Linked DNA regions of Mus musculus: region 2 is linked to region 1. The links are chromatin contacts, called in public HiChIP or PLAC-seq maps. All regions are on one chromosome and are shown on one strand. The core of a region is the stretch at or near the end of the contact, and the rest is flanking DNA. Distances in the headings are between cores, read along the strand shown. Region 1 overlaps Gm38961 (a long non-coding RNA gene). Region 2 holds the start of Hoxb7 (homeobox B7).

What was found. HiChIP or PLAC-seq counts read pairs in DNA pulled down with a chosen protein or histone mark.
Region 2: an H3K4me3 HiChIP or PLAC-seq map of embryonic forebrain shows a contact between it and region 1, with 5 times the contacts expected there. The contact joins the promoter of Hoxb7 here to the enhancer-like site in region 1. A contact is called at or near these places in 5 of 39 promoter capture datasets (cranial neural crest, embryonic stem cells, frontonasal cranial neural crest and 1 more), 12 of 484 Hi-C or Micro-C datasets (CD4 single positive thymocytes, the G1E-ER4 cell line, cardiomyocytes and 7 more), 12 of 115 datasets of contacts at active chromatin or transcription factors (T-cell acute lymphoblastic leukemia, craniofacial prominence, embryonic basal ganglia and 9 more) and 2 of 9 other capture datasets (adipose tissue and macrophages).

The regions. Positions count from the first base shown.
Region 1 is chr11:96,895,762-96,901,972 of GRCm38.p6, reverse strand. It overlaps Gm38961 (a long non-coding RNA gene), which reads left to right. Exons shown (of 3, transcript XR_880184.2): 2 at 1,622-1,739. Among named protein-coding and RNA genes, the nearest start is that of Gm38961, 3.7 kb to the left of the region's middle. RefSeq lists an enhancer at 1-260. Within about 2 kb of position 2,397, at least 38 of the 459 cell types and tissues checked have an H3K27ac peak or open chromatin away from gene starts, as enhancers often do. A contact at or near this core is called in craniofacial prominence, embryonic forebrain, embryonic stem cells and 1 more, where this site is marked.
Region 2 is chr11:96,283,918-96,290,128 of GRCm38.p6, reverse strand. Hoxb7 (homeobox B7) reads right to left here and starts at 3,483. Exons shown (of 2, transcript NM_010460.2): 1 at 3,002-3,483; 2 at 1-752. The coding sequence starts at 3,401. The coding sequence ends at 499. It overlaps Hoxb8 (homeobox B8), which reads right to left. Exons shown (of 2, transcript NM_010461.2): 2 at 4,804-5,966. The coding sequence ends at 5,659.

The DNA.
Region 1 (6,211 bases), core at 1,148-3,647:
GCTGTCCTGTCCAGCCTCTTCTCGGCTCTCTCCAACAGCTGCCCTGAAGGCTTGGGGCTGTAGTTCAGTTCTATGTAGAGCACCTGCCCAACGGGCCAGAGGCCCTAGGTTCAAACCCAGCACTGAGTCAAGGCTCTCTATAGAAGAGTGACCTGTTTGAAATCCAATATAAATAAATAAATAAATAAATAAATAAATAAATAAATAAATAAATAAAACTGCCTACTGGCGCTTGGAGTTGCGGGCTGTTTGAAAGAGAAGCCTGCCTTTAAGGTAGCATTTGAGGAGGAAATACTGTAGGGACTCCTTGTTAAACACAGGTTTCCTCTCAGCCTGAGTGATTAGGAGGTGAAAGATGACATGCAGTGGTGACAGACTGTCTGTCAACCTGACGGGGCCGAGGAGAGACACGGCCCCGTATTTTATTTTGTCGTCCAGTCGATCAGTGGGTCTGTCATAGAAACCAGGCCTGACAGCTCCCTTGGCCGCTCCTCTCTCTTTTCTTAACTCCAGAAGCCCCAGCTCCACCATCTATTAAAACATCCTGGGCTGTCAGGGATATTAAAAGGCTCTGTCACTCCTTCTTAAAACAGTCATAAATACAATCTGGGCGCTAGCATTTGGGCAGAAGCCTTGGTGTTAAATGAGAAGGGGCAAATAGCAGAGCTGCCTGCCTTTCTTGACAGCCCGGGAGCCTTAGAACCCCTCCAGATGCAAGAAGGCCTTCCCCAACACCTGCGGGCACCTGGCGCTCTTAAACCCAGAGCACAGGATGCTGCTGGTCCCACACCCACAGGGACCAGCTCATCTCTGCTTCTTCCCGAACACCGTATCTGCTCTTGCCCAAGGAGCCTGCCTCCTCGGCCTCTCCAGACAGTGGGACCCAGGGGAGAAACAGAGGGAAGAGAGACTGAGTGTTTTCTCCAAGTTTACATTTTCTACCTTTTCCTCCCCTACTTTCCATGTGCCAGCTTGCCACACCTTGCTACAAGTCCTTTGGAGGCCATAGTTTTCCCTGAGGCTTCCCATGTGGGCTTCCCAGAGAGCAGGCGAGAGTTTGTCCTCTTGCTAGTGGGAGATCACTGTCACTTATGAATCCTTGAATATCTCCAGACTGGGACACCCTCGATATCAGCCTGAGTATCACCTTCTCTTCCACCTCCAATAAGAGGAAGAGGCTAGATGCTAGCTATCCCAGTTGAGATCACAGAGGCTTTTCTAACTCGCAGAAAGGCTCTTCAGGCCCAGAACTGCAGAGCAGCCATGATCCTTGAGCAAGTTCTAAGTGGATTCTGTCCCTGTCCATTGGCCTGCACACTTACCTGAACATCCAGTTGGTGAAATGTATGAAGTCCTTGCCCAGGACTTTCTGTGTTCACACTGAAGCAGTGCCCAGGATCCTGGCATCTTCAGACAGCTTCCCTGTGGCCCACCAAGGTGTTTAGGCCATATGTGATAATGGCCACAATCACTTCTCACTCCAGAACTTTTACTAACCTTTGATACTTTCTCAACTGTGGACTACGGCTCCCCACCCCCAGCCATGGTCTTCCCGGTAGCTTTTTCCCCCCCAAATACTTCATTTCAAGAACTGCCAAACTTTGGTCATTTTTTATGTTAGGGACCCAGCTTATCTCACTGTGGAGGCCCCATGGGGTTCATGTAACAGCAGGAGACATATTTGCACCTCATAGAAGGACGCCCTCTCTGAGAACGGAAGATACCTCAGAAAGGCACAGGTAAGCGGAACTTAGCTGACATCATATCAATGTTTGTGGATGTTCAGAAGATGGGTGGGGGTCAGATGCCTTGAAGAGTCAGTGATTTGGGACACTTGGTGTGTGTAGGAGCCGGGTGAAGCCTGGCAGCTGTTTGTCAGCTGTCTGCCATGTAGCCACTTTGCCTATTCATTCCCATCATCTCAAAGGTCACAGGCCTAGCTACAGAGTAGTGAACAAGCCATTCTTTGCCCTCACAGACCCCAGGCAGTGTCTGACCCAGCAGGCAGGATGCGGAGGGGAAAAGGGGAAACTTGGGGACCCCCCACCAGCCACTCTAGTAGATCCTGCCTCTCCCCCTGACCCCCTCCCGCTGGCTTCTCCACTTCTCTCTCCCATCTCCTCCCCTTCCTCACCTGCCTTTCTTTCCCCTCTTTGGCTCTCTACCATCCAGAGCCCACCCTTCATCTCCATGGCAATAAAAGGGGAGGTGGGGTGGGGTGGGTTGTGCCCTGTATTTTTAGCCGGTCCATAATAGGCCTTTTCTCTGGAGACACAGGCACTGCCTGTGGAACGAATCTCCGCCTGTTCCTCTGCTCACAAAGGGCCAGCGGAGCCCCTCCCTCTGCCTAGGCTGCCCTCAGTGACCCCGGCCCCGTTTCAGGGTGTGCTTCAGCCCTCCAGGGTCTGCAGCTGGGTCTCTCTCACGGGATCCTACACACAGACAGGGTCACTCCAGCTGACCTCCCTGGAGGACAGAGGTCAAGCCCCCTCTGGGGTCTCTGATGTGATTGGAAGGGAGCTGGGGCGGGAGGAGGAGGAGGGATGTGCGCGGGGAGGGGACCGTCTTTTTTAATGTAGAATTAAATGACTCCTTGTGTCTCCCCTGTCTCTGCCTCTCTCAGGCTGGGTCTCAGGGCCCAGAATCCCACACTTAGGAGTCCGGGCAACTTAGAAATGGTTAGCCTCCTGTACGGGAGCTTGGTTGAGTGAAAGCCTGAGCTATAACAACTATAAAGTCTTGGCAGGGAAGCTGAGAAACTCTAAAGGGTAGTGGGGTCTGCATAGTCAGCCTTGCCTTTGAAGCTGGGCTTTGCTTGCTTTTGAAGTTGGAAAGGAAAAAAAAAAAAAAAAAAAGGAGAAAAATATAGGGACATGGAGAAGAAAGAGCCCTCGATCAATCCAGGGTCTTTTGAAGCCTCCTATCAGCTGAAAATCAAACTCCAGTATAACTAACATTTGTTGTGAAAGTTACAGACATAGAGGATCTATACATATATATCCTCTCTCTCTCTCTCTCTCTCTCTCTCTCTATATATATATATATATATATATATATATGTATATATATACACAAACACACACATATATATACACACATACATACATATATATAATAAAATTACATATATCATATATAATGTAACTTTTTAAAAGATTTCTTTATTTTGTGTATGAGTACACACTATAGCTGACTTCAGACACACTAGAAGGTTCCATTAGATCCCATTACAAATGGTTGTGAGCCACCATGTGGTCTCTGGGAACTGAACTCAGGACCTCTGGAAGAGCAGCCAGTGCTCTTAACTACTGAGCCATCTCTCCAGCCCCCTGGCAGTGTATTTTTTTAATGGAGAAATATTTTAAGATAAAAATGTTAAAATAGCTGGGCATAGTGGTACATGCCTGTAATCCCAGCACTTGGGAGGTGGAGGCAGGAGGATCAGAAGTTCAAATTGACATCATCCTAGGATGCTTAAGTTAGAGCCCAGCCTGGGCTCCATAAGACCCTGCCTCAAGAAAGGTTACCATAGCAACAGAGCAGGTTTCTGCCCATGACCTTAGGTAGGGTCTCCTATTGAGAATATCTCTAGGAGTCTTTCAAAAGAGGCTGCTAATTTTGTTTGCAGTGAAAATGCCCTAACTTCCTGCATCTCTGTGACCAATGCCTGGCTTGAGATATCTCCTGCGTGGCATGCTCACCTTTAAGTGGGAATGAGAGCCGCACGTGGTAGTGTATTCATGTACAAGCCAGGTCCTGCAGTGCTCACCTCTCAGAGACGCACATCCCCCACCCCCACCCCAAGCTGCAGCTGTCCCTTAGGAGCAAATTCTTTAGGGAAAACTAAACAAAAGAAAACATTTTGGGGGGCAGGGTAAGGAGAGGGTATAGGGGAATTTCGGGATAGCATTTGAAATGTAAATGAAGAAAATAGCTAATTAAAAAAGGATTAAAAAAAAAAAAAACGTTTTGGGCTGAAAAGATGGCTCTGTAGTTAAGAGTACTGCGTGCTCTCCCAGAGGCCTGAGTTCAATCCCTATTACCTACACCAGACAGCTCCCTGTAACTGCCTGTAACTTTTTGTCCAGGAAGAATGCACACCTCTGGCCTCTATGTCTTTTAGACAGACATATATGTAAGCATAGTTTTTTTTTTAAAAAGCATTTTCAGTGATAATTCTATTTATCTTGTGTTCCCGAGTGTGGATGTGCATGCCCGGGTGCGTGGGGCAGAGCTATACTGTTACCTCCAGAGCCATTTCCTCTGAGCGCAGGAAGGAGCTCTGATGCTTCATATTGTCAATCAAGCCAGGACACTCTCGATAATTACAAATAAGGTTCCTTCCCTAGAGAAACGTATTCCAGGTCATCCAGTGGGTGGAAACATAGACCAGCACGGCTGGCCAGCCTGGATGAACCACACCTTGGGCTCTTCACTTCTGGCTGTGAGTGTGGCTCTCCTCAGGTTAGAAGCAACTAAGAATCAGAGTAGCTACTGCCTAAGGTGAGAGGCTCCACAACTCCCGCCTGGGAAAACACTCAGAAAAGAACCTGACCACTGGCCCTGCCACACAAGGGTCAGTAGTTGTATTGATTTCTCATCACATCTCTGTGGATCTCATTTCCAGAACTGTGCTCATTCCAAATATTCCAAACCTTTGTCCCTAAGAATCCTTCTCCCTCCCACGCTGGACGCGTATTCTGATTTGGGGTAAGAAATAACACACAGTAACTCTTGTTTGGGTGATGGGAAATCGCCCATTTTGTCCATGTAGACGGAGGCTCTTAATGATGAACACAGCTAGCCCAGAAGGGAGGAACTGGCGCAATACAAAACAGGACCAGGCCAAAGATGGGTTGGAAAGGTCAGAGGTGAGCTGGTGGGCAGTGCCAAACGGTGCTTCTAATCTGCCCGACTTACTACTGGCATCATCTCAAGAGATAATTTAATGCCCTGTGGCCCTGTTCGCTCCCGAAGAAAGAAGACGACAATAACCAACAACACAACCAGCCCATGTTTTATGTGAGCACCACGTGTTTGTTCCCAGTGCACAGTTATTAATATCCTTGTCCCAGTGCCTCCTCCAAAGCTGATCACCACTGAATTATGGGCCCTGAATCTTAGTCCCTGCTCCCTTTACTGCCTTCTGTGATGCCCTGAAGAAGAAAAGAACCGGGCTCTCCTCTGCAGACAGGACCCAGAGCCCAGGACGGGTACCCATGTCCCCAGCTGGGAGCACAAAGAATATGGGAGGCAGGGCTGAGTCAAGGAGCAAGAGAGAAAGGGCCTCTCCTATGCGGTCTGGTGGTGAGAAGCAGCCTGAATGGAGCTCAGGGATGGAGCTCCTGGAAGACTCCTCTTCCACATCTTAAGCTCTAGGATCTAGCTGGTCTTGTTTTCCTAAACTTCACTTTCGTCTGTGAAACAGAAAAATGCTAAAGATCTTCTTTGAGCATTCCATGTGTGTGTGTGTGTGTGTGTGTGTGTGTGTGTGTGTGTGTGTGAGACGAAGAGCATGAGAGGGTCAGAGGGCAACTGGTGAGAGTTGGTTCTTTCCTTCCACCATATGGGTTCCTAGGGCTGAACCCAGGATAGCAGGCTTAGAATGGCAGATGACCTCCTATGCTAGTCTGTCTTACCAGGCTGGCCCAAAATAGAATTTTTTTACAAGAATCAAGCCTTTGTGTTTCTCCTTTTAATTGCATGTGTGCATGTATGTGTGTTTGTGTGTGTGTGCGCGTGCCATACCATATGTATGTGGGTACCCTTGAGGACCAGAACACAGTGTCAGATCCCCCCTGGAGCTTGAGTTACCTAGGTAGTTGTAAAGCCACTCAGAAAGGTACTGGGAACAAAATCTCTGTTCCCTGGAAGAACAGGAAATGATCTTAACCACTGAGTCATCTTTCCAGCGCTCAAAATAGAACATTTTAAAACTTCCCTTTCCCTTGGTCATTTTTTATTTATTTATTTATTTTCAGAGCTGAGGACCGAACCCAGGGCTTTGTGCTTCCTAGGCAAGTGCTCTACCACAGAGCTAAACCCCCAACCCTTTTTTTTAAAAAAATTCTTTTTGTTTATTTTTGGTTTTTGGTTTTTTTCGAGACAGGGTTTCTCTGTGTAGCCCTGGCTGTCCTAGAACTCACTCTGTAGACCAGGCAGGTCTCGAACTCAGAAATCTGCCTGCCTCTGCCTCCCAAGTGCTGGGATT
Region 2 (6,211 bases), core at 2,234-4,733, 610 kb after region 1:
GATATACAGAAAGAGGCTCGTGAATAGGACCTAGAAACAGCAGCCAAAATGCACCAGACGCAGAAGCTAGTGGATCCTCAGGGCTCCATACAACCCCTCTAGTACTGCTACTGGGAAGTATGGGGTAGGTAAGGAACCGCACTAATCTGTTCATCTGGAACCACAGTTCACAAAGACAGCTTCAAAGAGGGCTTACAAAACAGCAAGATTTTACAAAGACCTTACTAGCAACATAGAAAAGGGGAGGCACATTCCAGAAAGCCACAGAACAGGTAGATAATGTCCTTCCGATACTGTACAAAAACAGACAACACACTTTCCCATAGGTAGTATATTTTTTTACAGTGTTAAGAAACCCAAATTTCACCCTTCTCTTTCCTTATTATTTTTAGACCTCTTCATTTAAATAGTTTGCCCCTTTATTTGAGTTTCATGCTTCAGTTCCCATAATTGGGTTCTCCCTCTCTTCGCTTTCCTCCTCTTGGCTTTCTCTGTCCCTCACTCTTCCTCCTCCTCCTCCGCTTCCGCCTTGTCCTGGCCGGTGGTTCCCGGTCCTGAGGTTTTGTTCTCCTTTTTCCACTTCATGCGCCGGTTCTGAAACCAGATCTTGATCTGTCTTTCGGTGAGGCAGAGCGTGTGCGCGATCTCGATGCGCCTCCGCCGAGTCAGGTAGCGATTGTAGTGAAATTCTTTCTCCAGCTCCAGGGTCTGGTAGCGCGTGTAGGTCTGGCGGCCTCGCTTTCGGTCAGGCCCTACACACAGGATTAGAGAGAGAGAGAGAGAGAGAGAGAGAGAGAGAGAGAGAGAGAGAGAGAGAGAGAGAGAGAGAGAGAGACTGTGTGAAAAACACCAACAGAATTCTGACCCCCTTCCTAGGTGGTTACCTTGCTGGAACTACATTAATCCCCTTTCACTACTAGGTGCAGAAAACATTTTCTTTTCTTTGTGTGTGTGTGTGTGTGTGTGTGTGTGTGTGAGAGAGAGAGAGAGAGAGAGAGAGAGAGAGAGAGAGAGAGAGAGTGTGTGTGTGTCCATAAGAGTTGTTCTGTTTTTCAAGCTGGGTCATGCTATGGAGCCTCTGGCTGGTTTCACACTAGCAGCCATCCTCCTGATTCAGCCCCAAGTACTAAGTGCTGGGTTCCCAGGCCAGCCCCAGCACACCAGGTAGTCCTGTCATCCATGAAGGGTGGTTTTGCTCTGCCAGGAGCTTCTGAAAACCAGGTAGTTCTCAGCTGCTGGCTCCCTGAGACTCTATTCCAAAGGGGCTAACACAGAAAGAGAGCAAATTCTGTCATCAGTCACTCTCTAAGGTCAGGGGCACCAAGTCTACCCTTTCCCCATTCAGGTGGCCTTTGAGGTACAGGGCTCTGGAAACCATATTAGTGTCCCTAGAGTGGGGCTCCAGGCCTAGTCTGAGAAGAACAGAAATAAAAGGAGCCATAGGCCCAGTCCCCACCCAAACTTGTTGTGGAATGGGGAAGAGACAAGGACATTATTTCCTTGGACCTTGGCATTAGTAGACTGACAGAACTTGGCTCTGATGATTCCTTCCCAGTAAGTATCAAGCAAGGTCTGACTACTGCCTGCCTTCCTGCACATGAAACCTACTTGTCTGAAGCAATATTTGGGCCTCCAGGACTGCAAGGAAGAAAAGAATGACCAGAGTCTACGAGAGAGAGCAAGGTGAAGATTCCTATGGTGGGGCAAAAGGGTATCTGAGAACTCCCAGCATAGGCTCAGAACCCCAAGGAGACTGGGGAGATGCTGGTATCCGCCCTCTTGGGAAGGAGACAGGAGAGGGGAGAGAGGCTAAGGACCTTAATTTCAAGTCAGCTATAAGCCAAGCTGAAATATTTACGAGGTGGGGGGGGGGAGGGACTTTGATAAACCAACTGGAAGGTCAGTTCAATTACAGGGTAGGTAACAGGAACCGTGAAGAACAATAGTCAAGAAATGGTTTCCTCGTGGCCCCCAAGCCCATGAGTATAGGAGTCTCTGGCCCGGTTGGGTCTTCTGAGCCTTGGAGTTGGCTCCCAAGCCCACCTGCCTCGGGGAAATGTAAAAGGTGTGCGAGGAAGCTGTGAAGGAGACCTGAGGGAAGAAAACCTATGGTTCTTAAAGCATCGTGCACTCCCTAAATCTTGATTTGGTTCTGAAGAGTCCTAGCCCTCCCCAAGAGGAGAGTCATCTTTCTGGAGTGATACCACCAAACTTGGCTGTTCCTCAGGGGCCCACAGAGCCCTTGGAAAGACACCTGGAAAAAAAAAATAACAAACAACCTATGCTCTCCTGGGGAGCTGACGGGCCTTCTAAGTCCATCAGGAGGTGGGGGTCAGTAGACTCATCGCTCTGGGTCTCAGACTAACTCCTTCACCACTCTTTGACTCTGTGTCCCTGTCTGGGTCCTCATCTCTTCTGTTTCCTCTCCCCCATCCCACCAGGCCTCTAGAGCCCACCTCTAATTGTCCTGATGGGAATAATGGGGGAGCGGGGTTGGCTAGAAAGGAAGGGGGAGGGGAGAATCGCTTAGCGCCATGGCCCCCTCCTCCATATCTTGCCCAAGCTAGGGCTGGGGGGACACACCCAGAACTGAGCTCTCAGGCAGGGAAGGGGGGAGAGAGAAGAGAAAGACCCTAATGGCTATTCTCTGCAAACCCCAGCCTTTCTAGGCAAGACAAACGGCCTCGTCTCCAGCCCGTGCCGGCGCTGCTGATAAATATTTAAAGCTAAAAGGCCGGGAGGAAGGGTTGGGGGCGGGCTGGGGGCTTTGAGCTCTGTGGCGTCGGCAAAAAGAGATCCGCTAGGGCCTGAGAGCACTGAGCAAAACTGGGAGTGGGGGTGGCGCGCGTGGTCCCAGCCCAGACTTAAACGGCGTGGCAATGGCCGATCTGCAGCCGGGAATAACCTGGACACAGAGAAGGGTGCCCTGGCCGGAAGGGAGCCCTTCTGGGGACCGTGGCCCGGACACTGCGGCTCGGGACCGCTCAGAGCGCGGCTTTACCTGAGCTTCGCATCCAGGGGTAGATCCGGAAGTTACTCTCGGCCGCCAAGTCCGAGTCCCTCTGCTCCTTGGCGCCAGCCGCCTTGGCGGGGTCGCCCGGACACACCCCGGAGAGGTTCTGCTCAAAGGGCGCGCAGTGCATGTTGAAGGAACTCGGTTCGAGCCCGTAGCCGGCCGCATAGACGCCAGCCGCGCTCTGGCCCGCCATGGCCCCCCCGCCGGAGTACAGACCCTGCACCGAGGCGGAGAAAGGAGCGCCCGGACCTGCTCCATAGCCCGGGCGCTGGGGGTTGGAAGCAAAGGCGCAAGAAGTTTGTTCGGGGAAGGCTCCTGGAGCGAAAACCGAACTTGCGGCTGGATATTTAGAAAATAAAGCATTCGCATAATACAATGAACTCATAATTTGGCCGGATGATTTGTAGTCGGGGACGTTTTAGTGTCGGTTTTACGAGATTCCTTGATATATTACAGAATTAGAGTCCAGATTTACACCAAAAGGACCCCCTTTTTCCTCTTCTGACCACGTGACCCCGGCCCACGTGATATCCCCTCGGCCAATGGTATGACGGCCTCCCGGAGGCTCCCAGTAATGTGGAAAAAATTGTGTGGCGTTGGATTTATAAAATATGATCAATAATGAATGGGAAGGCCGAGCTCTGCGGATTGGGGCTGGGGGCTTAAGGGCCGCTGTCGACCCCCGCGGGCTGGAGGCAGCTTGCAGGCGAGATTTGGGGAAGAAGGAATTGAGTGGAAGAGAAAATAAATAACCTCTGAGGGAACCGTGTTGTCATCCCCCACCCATTTCCCCCAGCCGGTTACAGAGCGAGAGAGACGCAGGGATTGAATGTTCGCAACTTGGTGGGTGGGTGCTGGCCGAATATTTATTAATTTGGGTTAATTCATCCGAGCTGCTGCTCTTCTCCCAAGAGGAGGCGAGCCTGGCCTCCCGGTTGTCTTAGTGCCCCAGTTGTAGTAACTAGATGTGACCAAGGCGTCCCTAAGGCAGAGATCCAACCCAATAAGGCGTTGGACGCTGAGATTTCTGATGACAATAAAAAGATATACAAAATTTAAAAAGAATGGAATGGGGGCTGGGAGAAAAAGGAAGGGAGGAAGGAGGCTTGGGTCCGGCTCGCTGCTTTCCCGGTTCCGGAAGGCGGATGCCTCACTCACTGGAGCGTGGCTGCCAGGAAGGCAGAAGCAACGAAGGAAGGAAGGCTGCGGCAAGCCGAGGCCTAGAAACTGGGAGAAAGTGACGACGTCCCAGAGAGGGGAGGTAGGGAGGAACCGCTTCCCTCTGCTCCTGTTTCCCCAACCTGAGTCCAAGGAAAAAATGGAAATAGAAACTCAGAAGTCTTGCGCTGCATCTTTCTCACCCCCCCGTACCCCCCCCCCCAAACACACACACACACACACACACACACACACACACACACACACACACACGGAAACAAAGAGAAAAGCGGCGGGGGACACTAGCCACCAGCCTGGGTAGATCTCTTCCCAAGAGCGGCCTGGGCGCTGGAGTCTCCCTGGTCCTTCAGCCTCAGAATGCAAGGGGAGGGGGTTTCTCTTGGCTCCCCTCCCTCGATCCTCTCTCCTCCAATCACGTTCAGCCGCCTCCCTCACCCCCTGCGCCCCTGGGCCCAGGGACTCGCACCACCTGCTTCCAGCCCCCGCCCCCGCCCCCTCCTCTCAGCGACCTAGCCTAGGCCAGCCCAGGAGCCTGCTGACCAGCTCCCCCCCACCCCCAGCCCTGCAAGGCGCCTAGGAGCGAATGAGGAGCGGCGGCCCGGGCCAGTCTCGGGTTCTCGCTTGTAAACTTTATTGTAACTCTTCCGCCCTTTTCAGGCGCAGACAACAGAACAAAGTATAGAGGAACAACAAAATATATAATTAGCCCTCCCTCCCCCCCATAAAGCAATTCACAGATACAGGATACATTCTCTTCACAGTAAACCTAAGAACACTTTTAACAATGCTCACAGCGCGCATGCTAACTAAAGTAATCTCTTTTGAGAAACACTTAAGACAAAATTGTCAAACCAAAGGGGGTGGGGGTGGGGGGACAGGAGGAAAAGAGAGAAGCAAGAGAGAAAGCCAGCTAGGGAGGGCAGCGGGGAGAGGGGGTTGCGAGGAAAGATGGGGACGCGGTGAGAGAAAGAGAGCGAGAGAAAGAGAGAAAGTGAGCGGGAGACAGAAAGAATTACGGCGTGAATAGGCAGTTTCATGTTGTTGGGAAAACTTAGCAGAAATCGGTACCTCGGTCATTACAAAGAAGCACGTTCAAAGGAAACAGACCATTGCACAAGGAGGCTTTTTTACATGGGGCGGGGGCGAGGGGGTTCTGCCAGGCCGCAGTCGATCACCCTCGCAGGACGAGGGAGTCCTTGCTTAAAATCCTTTTCTTTTTTTCCCCCCGGACCCCCAAGAGAAGGGAAGGAGATCCACGGTAGCTCACACACAGAAGCTATTACGAGATACTACCACTAGCGGGGACTGGCGCGGCGGGGGACGCTGCTGTGGGAGGCCCAGCTCCTGGCTCCGCTCGCGGGGCCGGAGCTCTCGGAGGCGGGGGGCGGGCGGCGGCGGCGTGGTCGCGGGGGGGACCGGCGGACGTGCGGGCTAGTCCGGGCCCGAGCAGTCCCAGCTGGAGCCTACTTCTTGTCACCCTTCTGCGCATCGCCCTGCTCGGCGGTCTCTGGTGCCCGCTCCAGCTTCTCTTTCTCCAGCTCCTCCTGCTCGCATTTACTGCTGGGAAACTTGTCTTTGTTGTTCTCCTTTTTCCACTTCATTCTCCGATTCTGGAACCAGATTTTGACCTGTCTCTCTGTCAGTCCCAGCGCGTGCGATACCTCGATCCTCCGCTTGCGAGTCAGATAGGGATTAAATAGGAACTCCTTCTCCAGCTCCAGGGTCTGGTAGCGACTGTAGGTCTGGCGGCCTCGCCTGCGTCCGGCGGCTGCTGGGAATGGGGGAAAAGGGCGAGACAGAGGGGAGGGTGGGGGAGGGGGAAGAGACAGAGAAGGTTGGAAGATTCGTGAACCAGCCTAGGAGACCAGGATAATAAGGGCAGGGGACCCTTATGCGGGGGCGGGAGGGGGAGCGCGGAAGACGCGGTCAGCGGGGGGGGGGGCGAGGGGGGACTAGACAGCCCTGAATCTGCAGGGGCCATAAAGGAGGAGCCCCTTCTCTGGTAACTAGAACCAG